2 separate regions of the Mus musculus genome follow, and region 1 is linked to region 2. A link is a contact called in public HiChIP or PLAC-seq data. All regions are on one chromosome and are shown on one strand. Each heading gives the region's core, a stretch centred on a gene start, on an enhancer-like site or on the middle of the called end of the contact. The rest is flanking DNA. Distances are from core to core; before and after follow the strand shown. Region 1 overlaps Mis18bp1 (MIS18 binding protein 1). Region 2 holds the start of Fancm (Fanconi anemia, complementation group M).

What was found. HiChIP or PLAC-seq counts read pairs in DNA pulled down with a chosen protein or histone mark.
Region 1: a contact with region 2 is called in an H3K4me3 HiChIP or PLAC-seq map of bone marrow-derived macrophages, with 2.0 times the contacts expected there. The contact joins the enhancer-like site here to the promoter of Fancm in region 2. A contact is called at or near these places in 1 of 39 promoter capture datasets (hematopoietic stem and progenitor cells), 23 of 484 Hi-C or Micro-C datasets (B cells, the C10 cell line, CD4 T cells and 15 more), 7 of 115 datasets of contacts at active chromatin or transcription factors (the SCID.adh cell line, bone marrow-derived macrophages, effector CD8 T cells and 1 more) and 4 of 9 other capture datasets (adipose tissue, embryonic stem cells, liver and 1 more).

What each region holds. Positions count from the first base shown.
Region 1 is chr12:65,152,618-65,158,757 of GRCm38.p6, reverse strand. It overlaps Mis18bp1 (MIS18 binding protein 1), which reads left to right. Exons shown (of 14, transcript NM_172578.2): 3 at 1-363; 4 at 1,693-1,766; 5 at 3,909-4,039; 6 at 4,865-4,952; 7 at 5,928-6,070. Among named protein-coding and RNA genes, the nearest start is that of Mis18bp1, 17 kb to the left of the region's middle. Within about 2 kb of position 4,252, at least 5 of the 459 cell types and tissues checked have an H3K27ac peak or open chromatin away from gene starts, as enhancers often do. A contact at or near this core is called in bone marrow-derived macrophages, where this site is marked.
Region 2 is chr12:65,074,219-65,080,042 of GRCm38.p6, reverse strand. Fancm (Fanconi anemia, complementation group M) reads right to left here and starts at 4,440. Exons shown (of 23, transcript NM_178912.4): 1 at 3,866-4,440; 2 at 2,829-3,001. The coding sequence starts at 4,337.

The DNA.
Region 1 (6,140 bases), core at 3,003-5,502, 79 kb before region 2:
GAGAGTCCTGTTAGGATCACTGTGTCCAAAAAGAACACATTTGTTTTGGGAGGCATTGATTGTACTTATGAAAAGTTTGAAAATACTGATGTTAACACCATTAGTTCTCTTTGTGTTCCTATTAAGAATCATAGCCAATCTATTACTTCTGATAATGATGTGACAACAGAAAGGACTGCAAAAGAGGATATTACAGAACCAAATGAAGAGATGATGTCCAGAAGAACTATTCTTCAAGATCCCATAAAGAATACATCTAAAATTAAACGTTCAAGTCCAAGACCTAATTTAACACTATCTGGCCGGTCTCAAAGAAAATGTACAAAGCTTGAAACTGTTGTAAAAGAAGTAAAAAAATATCAGGTAGGAAGACCTTTAAGGCAAGTATTTATTTTGTTCCTCAGAGGTTTAGACTCTATTTTTGCTTTATTCCTTGTTTTATTATTGATGGTAGCCACTTAAGCCTAGTGAAAAAACAGTCAGGCTGAAAGTAAGGTGACTCAGTTGTTAATTCTTACCTTGCTCTATTGCTAGTTTTAAACTTCACTTATGCCTGGAAGAAATGAACACTGACATTGCTCCTACTTTTATTTCAACTTTTTAGGAATTATTAACATTTGAAATAGAAAGGAATTATAACAGATAAAGAGTTGAGATTTTTCTTGATAAAAGCTATATAAGATGAACAGTAAAATACTTTAAAGCATCAAACTATGTTGAATTGAGGCACTTTTTTTTGAAGGGAATGTATTATCAGTTCAAGAAGAAATACAAGCATATATGAAACTTAGGCTTGATCTTCCAGTACTAAACAAAGAAAAAGGACAATGTAAAATTTCTAACTGTTAAAAGTGTGTCCATTAAGTTTTAAGTAGGTATTAGTGGGTATCCAATTGAGAGATACTATGTAATTTTATCTTGGTTTTAGAAATGATGAAGTGGTTGCAATTTTATAATCAGTTATTTGCTACAAATTGTTATTTACAAACATTTAATGTTTGACATAATGATAAAATGTTTGGATATTGACATAAATGTATAAAGTTTGAATAAAACTACTCTAAGATTTCCTAGTACTTCTTCATCTCTACCATGCCTGTTTATACCAGTTAGCATAAGAATTTTAAGCCTGCCTGGTGTGGTGGCACATGCCTTTAGTCCCAGCACTTGGGAGGCAGAGGCAGGTGGATTTCTGAGTTGCAGGCCAGCCTGGTCTACAAAGTGAGTTCCAAGGCTTTTTTGGTTTTGTTTTGGTTTGGTTTGGTTTTTTGAAACAGGGTTTCTCTGTGTAGCCCTGGCTGTCCTGGAACTCACTTGGGAATACATTTTGCATTTTCATCCCCCTAAGTTGCTGTGTTTTCTGTAAGATTCGGTGGTTCAGTGTATATGTTAGGAGTCTCCTCTTCCTTTTGGCTAAGCCATTTTGTATGAGTATTTAAAATGTAGATCCTTCTGGATTACAGGCAAGCCATATAGTACAGCCTCAGTTAAGTTTCTGTATTTTTTTCTTTCTTTCAATATTGTAGTTTTAACAATTGGTGCTTTAAATGGGCTGATTCCTATATAGATGGCTACTTAGAAACCACGAGGATTACATGGGGCTTTTCTTGTAATTCACATTTTCTAATGCTAAATGCTGACTGTAATGCTATGTGCAAATAGTACAAGAAATATTTTTTTATGCTTGATTAGGCAGTCCACCTACAGGAATGGATGATTAAAGTCATCAATAATAATACTGCTATATGTGTAGAAGGAAAGCTGGTGTAAGTATAACATTTAAATGTTCTTTCAATATGATTAAGTTAGCTGTATTTAAGTGATGAGTGACGAATAGCATCTTTCTATAAAACATGTTCTAATGAGGTTATAAACTGAAGGCAAAAGTAAAACATGACATCAGTGCCTTGCTAAAGATGTTTGATGTAAATTACTGATCCATGAAAGGATCAAAATTATTTAAAGTTCCCAGTAGTTACATGTTAATTGACACTTTTGGTTCTCCAAAGTGAACGCATTGTCAGACAGTAGGCTTTAACTCTGGTGCTCTGTTCTATTTCTGAGAACCAGCCTCTCCATAGTAAACAACTTGTGCTGACACAATGTCAATGATCACTGTTTCAAGGCTAAACATATAAGTCTACTAGTAGACTATCTTACAGCCTTATCCCCTTTTTCATGTCTAAAATGCAGCATAAATTGCCTTTGCAGGGATTTCACTAATACTGCTTACTACCAATGTTACTTGAACAAATTAAAATTGCTTCTACTCTACGAGGCTCAACTTCTTCATTAGTACAGTGATAACACTAATATGATTAATACTGTGGGAAGGCTCTTCTTGTTTGGAGAGTGTATCATGTAGCCCAGGCTGGCCGTGGGTACTCTAAGTACAGTATGTACTTGAAGATGACTTTTGATTCATGCTTAGTGCTCAGCTTTGCTGTAGGTAGAGAATTAAGTGAATTAATATTTGCAGTATCAAAGAATAAAGAAACATGCCTTTTAAAGACGCTGTGGGCTGTGGTGGCATACACCTTTAAGCCCTAACAATTCTGGTGGCAGAGGCAGGAGAATCTTTGTGAGTTTGGAGGCAGCTTGATCTACATAGTTCGAAGATAGCAGGGGCTATGTAGAGAGACCATATCTTAAACAACACCAGGACCAAAATAACAACCCAAAAAAACAAACAACAACAACAAAAAAACCTCACACCTCCCCTCAAACCACAATAAAGCAAAAAAAAAGTATTATGGTATAGTGTCATCAGTTTAATCCTAATTTATTTAATTGAGAGAACTTTTTTATAGCATGAGTATGTTTACTATCTGTTATATGAAAAATGCTTTGCACTTAGCTACTAGTTTCATTTAGTGATGTATGAAGAGTAGATTTCTAGGTCAGTGATTTGCTACTTTGTTTTCTCTTAAGTAGACCCTCTTTACAAAATAGAAGGTAAAAATATTGGCCTATGTATTTATATTTTTAAAAATATGAAAAAAAAACCTTTAAAATGAGATAGATGTACTTGACATTTTTGAACATGAAGTAGGCGGGAGGGAGTTGGGTGCACATGTAATCTGTAATCTCAGGTAGTTGGAGGATGTAGAAGTCTAAGGCTATCTTGGGTAGCATCGTAAGACCCAGGAGCCAGCAAGATGGCTCACAGGGCAGAGCCTGCTGCAAGGCTATACAGCCTTAGTTTGGTCCCCAGGTTCCATAAGTTGGTAGTAAAGGACTGATTCCCAGAAGCTATTTCTGGCTCTATATGAATTCCATGGTGTGCACACAAATATGTGGGAAAAAAATCCCAGAAAGACAGTATCTGAATAAACAAAAATAGCATTTCTACAAAAAGCCAACAAAAATGTGAAGGGCCACCAAAATCTTTGAAGGCTTAGGAACTATTAAGCTGAAATGTCAGATGTTGCCATCAGGAAATGTTTGTTGACAGTTTTTCTTTCCTTGCTAATGCTATATCTTATATCAGGTATATAGATTGATTGACCACAGTATAGTTTCTTGGCATAGACTCTGAGGATCACATTAGCCAAGCAGTTGAATTCTGTACTGGTTAGTCCTCAGATGTTTTGTAATTAGATTAATAATGCTGTTATTGTTGTGATAGCTAAGAGTACAGAATGAATACTTCCTTTTTGAAGTGGAGAGTGACATCAAGATTGCATCTCACTATGAAGCCCTCGTTGGCATGGAACTTAGTATGTAGAACAAGCTGGTCTCAAACCTAGAGCACTCCTCCTGCTTTTATATACAAGGTGTTGAGATTACACATAACTGGCTCACACCCAGTCCTTCATTATAAGTTTGTATGCTTCTATGTGTATATACAGTTCCTAGTAAAGTATAAATACTTTGACCTTATTAAACTTATTCTTTTCCCCCCCTAGAGATATGACTGATGTTTATTGGCATAGCAATGTAATTATAGAGCGGATTAAACACAATGAACTTAGGACCTTATCAGGCAACATTTATATCTTAAAAGGATTGATAGACTCGGTCTCCATGAAAGAAGCAGGTAAGTGGGCATCATTATTAGTTAAATCTTTCTATAGCCTCTCCTCTTTCCTAAATAAATCCCAGGATCATAAATTGACCCGACCCCTTGTAGTGTCCCACACAATCACGACTTTTATTACTCATTTCAGTATATGCCTAGTACTGACTCTTCATTACAGTTCAGCTTTGCTTGTCTTATTTCACAAACAAACCAGCTCTCTGTCACAAGGCTTTTCATTTCCTATTTTTAATATTTGGATTCCATTTTCCCATATGACTCATTCCCTCAGGTTCCTATGCCCTGGCTTTCTATGTCAGTAGAATTTCCCTGACTACCTCCTTTTGAAATTGCTGTCTTCTCCTTTTCTCCTATGAATATGTTTAACTACTTTTTCTGTGATATCAATCTAGCAAAGAATTTTACTTTCTGCATTTGCTTCTTCTCTTATATAATAGAAATTCAGTGTGTAATGATGGGGATTTTATTTCCCTAACTAATGGGTCCTCAGTACTCTAGCAGTACTTAGCATATAGTGAATCAGAAGTACACATTTTGCCAGGCATGGTGGCGCACGCCTTTAATCCCAGCACTCAGGAGGCAGAGGCAGGCAGATTTCTGAGTTCGAGGCCAGCCTGGTCTACAGAGTGAGTTCCAGGACAGCCAAGGGCTACACAGAGAAACCCTGTCTCGAAAAACAAACAACAACAACAAGAAAGAAGTACATATTTCTTGACTGACAGTGAATTAGAGAGACCTCTTTAAAAGCCTAGGCTTTTGGATAATTTCATTTTCTATTTTTTAAATTAAAATAATTTTGTATTTGTTTTGCTCATTGTTAAATAGGATATCCCTGTTATCTCACAAGAAAATTTATGTTTGGATTTCCCCACAACTGGAAGGAACACATTGATAAATTTCTAGAACAATTAAGGTAAACTGTCTAAATTTTTAAAAATCAGCTTTTCAAGGTATAAGTTATGGTCCCTAAAATGTACTCATTTTAGATAAAAAAATATACTGTGCCTTTTCAAATTCATGTTTATGTAACCGATGTAATGTGGTTTTGCTGGGTTTTTGTGTTTGTGTGATAGTTTTGAAGATTTTTGTGATTTTAGGGGTTTTAGAAATAATAAACCTTTATTAGACTTTCTGTCATGTTGAGTAAATTGAAAAAGAAAATAAAATTGGAGACACATTTCTAAGGAGAATTCATCAATCGCCTACCCTTTGGATGGCGTGTAGTTGTTAAATATTGGACTGAAATTCTTGATTCGTTTTTCTCCGTTAATTTTCATTAGTTTTTGAGTACCTACCAGGTACTTAGCAGACACTGAGAGAAAAATTTTATAAATTCTTGTTCTTCAGGAGATAGTAGGAGATAGAGAGTTTTAAACTTCATCTGAGTACAGGTATTGTATAATAAGAACTGGTGACTATTTCTTCCTCGAACGTGTCAGGTGGTATTTTTCTGGACATGTTGCTTCTTTTCTCGACCATTTAACTCTGTCTTTTCAACAGAAAAGCAACTGTAGGTAGTGTAAATTGAGCATGGCTGTGTCTCAGTAAAACTTGCTTATAGAACTAGACAACTTCCCAATAGTGCTTTTTAATCCTGGCCTCACATTTACTAGGTAAGTACTTTATTTCTGGACACTCATTGTCATGTAGTTTTCTTAAATAAGATTACATATTTTTGTTTGTTTGTCTTTTAAAAATATTTGCTTTGAGAAGGGTCTCATGTAACAGGTTAACCTCAGTATGTAGCCCAGTCTGGCCTTGAGCTCTGTGATTATCCTGTTGGTGGGGATGCGCTCTTCTCTTCTCTTCTTCTCTTTTCTTTCATCCTTTTTTTAATTGTTGTTGTTGAGAACCAATATTTGAGAAAGCAATAACACAACTATTTTAGGGCTGAAAAAAAGAACAAGACCAGACAGGAAACAGCAAGAGTCCAAGAAAAACAAAAATCAAAAAAAAAAGATGCAGAAGATAAAGAAACTTATGTCCTCCAAAAGGCCAGCATCACGTATGACCTTAATGATAATAGCTTAGGTAGGTCTAAATTTTTCTTTGTTGCTGAAGTGGTAGAGTCTTATATAAACTTAACACTGTTTGTAGTATG
Region 2 (5,824 bases), core at 3,191-5,690:
GTTTAAACTAGTCGGGCAGTGGTGGCGCACACCTTTAATCCCAGCACTTGGGAGGCAGAGGCAGGCGGATTTCTGAGTTCGAGGCCAGCCTGGTCTACAGAGTGAGTTCCAGGATAGCCAGAGCTATACAGAGAAACCCTGTTTTGGAAAAAAAACAAAGTTTAAAGTATCTCTCAGGATGGGTGCAGTGATGAGAGATGTAATCCAGCTGGCGAAGAGGTGAGGCAGGAGGATCAGGAGTAGTTCCAGCTCAGCTTTGGCTACGGAGTGCGTTCAAAGCCAGTTCTAGCTCAAATAATAAACAAACAAATAAAAAGAAAGAAACAATAATTAAATATTTTCCCAAATGTGAATTTCAATATAATCTGTATTAATCTAGAAAGATAAAAAATAAATAAATAAATATATTTCCTAGATACAGCTAAAATGGTAATGGTAAGAAATTTAATTCTTGGGGCTGGAGAGATGGCTCAGTGGTTAAGAACACTGACTGCTCTTCCAAAGTTCCTGAGTTCAAATCCCAGCAACCACATGGTGCACCACCTGTAATGAGATCTGATGTCCTCTTCTGGTGCATCTGAAGAGTTAGATATAATAATAAATAAATTTAAAAAAAAAGAAATTTAATTCCTGCTGGGCACAGTGGCTCATATGTTTAGTCCCAGCACTTGAGAGGTAGAGTCAGAGGCAGATCTCTCAGTTCAAGGCCAGCCTAGTCTAAAAAGTGAGTTCCAGGACAGCCAGAGTTACACAGAAAAATCCTACCTCAAAAAACTAAAATAAGTAAATAAATAAATAAAATTTCTCTCTAGGATAATACAGAAACAATATATCTCATCTCCACAGAAACTACAAACTGGCAGTGAAATCAAATCTTCTCTCTCTTGTATTCCCACTCTGTATCCTCTATCCTAATATCAGCTCCTAGCTGTTTTCTATACTACAAAGTAGCTATACAAGCGTATACTGAGAGTTCAGCATTCCAACTGATCTACCCTCATTCCCTACTGCATAGTGGATCTGATACATCTCTGGTCACTGGCTACGATACACTTATAATGGTAGAGGCTGAGTCAGAAGCAATCCAAGTCAGAGGCCAACCTGGACTCGCAGGGAGACCCTATCTAAACAATGACAATAGCACAGATACCTTCAAACTGGACACATTTAAAAGGCTACTTTGGCTGCAGAGACAGCGCGGCAGTTAAGGGTGCACATTGCTCTTGCAGAGAACCTGGGTTCTCCCAAGTTGGCCACCTGGCACTCTAGCTCTACAGCCTATTCTGGACTCTGAAAGCACCTTCAGTCACAGGTGCACAGGCCCACCTACTCACATACATATATACACACAGCTAAAAGTAAATAAAAACAGTATTAAAAAGTGCCTTTATGACAAACACTCAGGTGGAGGAGATGATGGTACACTGCTTAATAGAAGAGGGATTGTGAGGGACAATTCCATTTAGTGTAAGATAAGTAAATCTATGACCAAACCAAACTGCCTCTAGTAAGTATGTTGCATATGTATATCACTCACACACACATACACACACACACACACACACACACACACACACACACACATACATGCACACACGTACATGCACCTAAGACTGACAAGTGTTTGTCATCTTATCCCATCTTATTGCCATTGGTTGTCATTCCAAACATAGGCAGTGGATATCCACTTCCAAAACTGGGATCATTACTTCCACATATATTGTACTTTATTGCCTAAACTAAGACCAGGCTTATCCAAACATTATAACTACAGTCTTACCTACTTTAAGAATGCTTACATACCAGGTATTCTATTTAAGGGGAGGACAATTGAACAGTTCATTGAGCCAGGCAGTGGTGGCGCACACCTTTAATCCCAGCACTCCGGAGACGGAGGCAGGTGGATTTCTGAGTTCCAGGCCAGCCTGGTCTACAAAGTGAGTTCCAGAACAGCCAGGGCTACAAAACGATACCTTGTCTCGAAAAACAAACAAACAAACAAACAAACAGTTCATTTGGAATGTTTCATTTTGGCTCTGTGTCAAAGAGAGCTGCTATGTAAGAATGAAATTATAATGTCTTTAAATAATTCTTACAGAAGAGAATAAGTTATGAGGAGAAGCAAATTCTTAAAGGTGGAAATTCCTTACTGAGAAGGAAGGGAAGAAACACAACCTACATCTGACATTATCCAGGCATGATGGCACACACCTTTATCTGGGCCACACCTTCTAGTGGGGACCTACACAAGGACATTGGAAGCAGATTCTCTCTTCTTTGCCTGCTTGCCTTGTGGACCTAAGCAACTGCTAGATCCTTGGACTTCCAGTCACAGCTGCAGCTGCCATTGTTTGGGAGTTGGACTGTAGACTGTAAGTCATCAACAAATTCCCTTACTACATAGAGACTACCCATAAGTTCTGTGACTCTAGAGAACCCTGACTAATACTCTTGCTAAAGTTAAGAAGATATCAGAGAGTTGAGTGTGGTAGCATATGCCTATCAGAGGCCTGCAGAGCTCTGAGAGTTCAAGACCAGCCTGGTCTACGTAGTGAATTCCAGGCCAGCAACGCTACATAGAGAGATGCTGTCTCATAAAAGAAAAAAGAGAAAGAAAGAGGAAAAGAGAAAAGAAAAGGGGGAAAAAAAGCAGCAAATACAGATCTAAATGGACAAGAGAGATTTCCCAGCACCCTCTGTTCTGACAGAGTGAATGAAAGGCGTTTATAATCACACTAGCAATAGTTCCCATCACTGAGACTTATTCCCCCAAGCCCGTTAAGAATTTATGCATCCTCTACAAACTAGCATTTGAAAAAAGAGCTTACCTGGCAGTAAGCATAGTTCCCAAGTGCCTTATGAGCTTCATCCACCACAAGACACTTTACGTGGGTGGCAGGAACAGCCCCTCTAGTAAGGTCATTTACCATGACCTGCGGTGTCAGGAAAAGAACCCTCCTGCTGGACCATATCTCCTTCCTGTTAACAGCTTGAGTTGAACCTGTAAACAAAATTAACAGTGAAGCCGGGCGTGGTGGCGCACGCCTTTAATCCCAGCAATAGGGAGGCAGAGGCAGGTGGATTTCTGAGTTCGAGGCCAGCCTGGTCTACAAAGTGAGTTCCAGGCCAGCCGGGGCTATACAGAGAAACCCTGTCTCGAACACCTCCCCCCCCCCCCCCCAAAGTAACAGTGAAGCAGGGTGTAGCAAAAGTTCCCTGTAACCCCAGGACTCTGGAGCTTGAGGTAGGACAACTGTAAGTTCACGGCTAGCTCGCTCTATCTGGGGAGTTCCAGGCCAGCCAAGCCATACAGGAACACAAAACAGAAGAAACACACACAGGGACAGAGAACACTCAGAAACTTCAGACCGTCATCTATAGACTATAAATAAATAGTCTGGCCTACTTTTTTAATACATTCATGCTCTGGTACTCTACTTAAAGGGAGAACGGCTGGACAATCGTAATGACACCTTGGAGCTCTGATGCAACCCAAGGGTCAAAGCTGTTATTAGATAATGCCTACAGAAGAAGAAAGAAGAAAGAAGAAAGAAGAAGGTGGTAAGATCTGAGGGGAAGCAAATTGTTCAACCGGGAAATCGTTCTGGGACGGATGCTGGAAATAAGTTTAGCATTCCGCCCCGCCTCCCACTCATATACAAATATTTCAAAACACTGGCAATTTACAAGATACTTCTGAAGATAACTAGAGAAGTCTATGTATCAGACAGGGCTTTGCTACCCACAGACGATGTCTTACGGGGAAGAATGTAAGATGAACACATTTGCATTGAGTAATTCTGCTGGCATAGCTATGTCCACAAGAGCCAGCCTTTCCCGGGGAGCCCAGTTTTTCTCAAGATACCTGTCATTTCAGCCATGTGAGACTGTGGAATACCCATCACGTGGAAGCAGGCTTCCATCTGCTGTGTTACCAGGGGCTTCGTGGGTGCCATGAAAACCACCTTGCCAGAAGGGAACCAGCGGTAGAAATTATACATGACCACGGCGGCAATGAAGGTCTTCCCCAGCCCGGTGGGCAGGCACACCAGGGTGTTGCAGAACAGCGCGCTCCGGGAGATGTCCAGCTGGTAGTCGCGCACGGGGCAATTGGTGGGGTAGATCCACAGGGCTCCCGCAGCCGCGCAGAAGCCGCCATCCCCGGGATCCAGCTGCCGCTCAGCCTCGTACGCCGCCACCAGCAGCACCTCGTCGTCCTCCTCCGGCAGCGCCTCCGCCATCGCGGGCGAGCGCGGCTGGCCGCATCCCGAGTCTCCGGAGCCCCGCACGAGGCTCGGGCCCCACGTCTGGAAGAGCGTTCTCTGCCGTCCGCTCATGGTGCCCAGCAGCAGCGGAGCTCCGCTGAGGAACCCGCCTGGATGGCAGCGCAACCGCCGCGACTCGGACGCCCATTAGTCTCCCGCCAGCGACACAGTGGGTCCCGGGGGCGGGACTGGCGGGTTAAAGAACCCGCCGCCGATTTTGCGGCGGGAAGATGATTGGTTGCCATTCCGGAAATCAGAAGAAGCGCATGCGTATTGCGCGAAGTGTGTGACGGGCTGGGGGCGGGTGTCTGGATTTAGCATCTTTGCAAGTTTTGCTGTGTTTTGTTTGTTTTCGTTTTGTTACCCTTCCCATCCCTCGAGCGGGCTTGAAGGCAATCTCAAACCTGGAGCGGTGGCTCTGGCCTGAGGAGGAGTCTGGAGAATCAGGTCTAGGTCATCCTTGACGTCCAGAGTTTCCAGGTCAAAATTAACATAAGTAAATAGAATGTAGTTTTTGCTGTGCTTTAAATGAGCTGTCACTGCTAACGACATACTACATACGGGGTTAAGATACATAACTTCGTGACCCCAGGACAAGCATTCAGTCATCGTTTGTAACCGTAACATGATTGAAGCAAAAGTAGAGATAAATAATATTTTTCTCCATCTATGCTGAGAAAATGCAGTTTTGTGTTATACAAATGGCAGTTTTAATGTTTTGTCTGTCTAAAGAATGTGCTCTGGCCCTGCATTCATTGAGAAACTAAAACAAATACATTTTTGTCGTGGGATTTCTTTTTCTGTTTTCCTCCGTATGTTTTTGTTTCACACGGGTTCTTGCTCTGAGGCCCACTCTGGCCTGGAACTCTGCATGCAGACCAAAATGACCTTGAGTTGGCCAATGTCCTGCCTCATCTTGTAAGGGGCTATACGGGCTCCTAAGTGCTACAGACATACACTTCATATCTTAACTCTCACATAATGATTACAGCTATAGAGCAGTAAGTGTTCTTGCCCAGTTCTGTTAGTGACAGCTTTCTGCTTTTAGTCTTGGGTACCAGTACAAAATCGGTAAACATCTATTTCCTCAGTTACTGAAACAAAGTACAAACACGCGAAGCTCTTGCTGTACATACACCACCCTCACTATCGTAAAGAGGTATTTTAAGTACAGCGTAATTACATTGTTTTATTCAAGTTTCTAAATTTGTAGGCAAAGCTCTGTCGGGAGAGGTTTGCATTTAGTTTTGTGGAAATTGTTTGATGGGCAAGGACTAGGCCAATCCAGATAAGATTAGAGTAGAACTAGCCTAAAATGAGATTGAAAACCCGAATGCTGTTATTTTCTTTAAACCGTTTACAATCTGTACTTTTAAAGACATCGTAAGCCGTAAATAATAAACAAGTGGGCGTGATGGCTGCCCAAAGAACGCCTCAGAAAGCATCAAAATAAGGTTTGCCATCATCACTGCATGCCGCTGGCCAAGAGACCTGCACAGATTTTCATTCTACTCAACAAGGCCCTCACAGCCCAGTGTTGACATCACCCTAGCTCACGA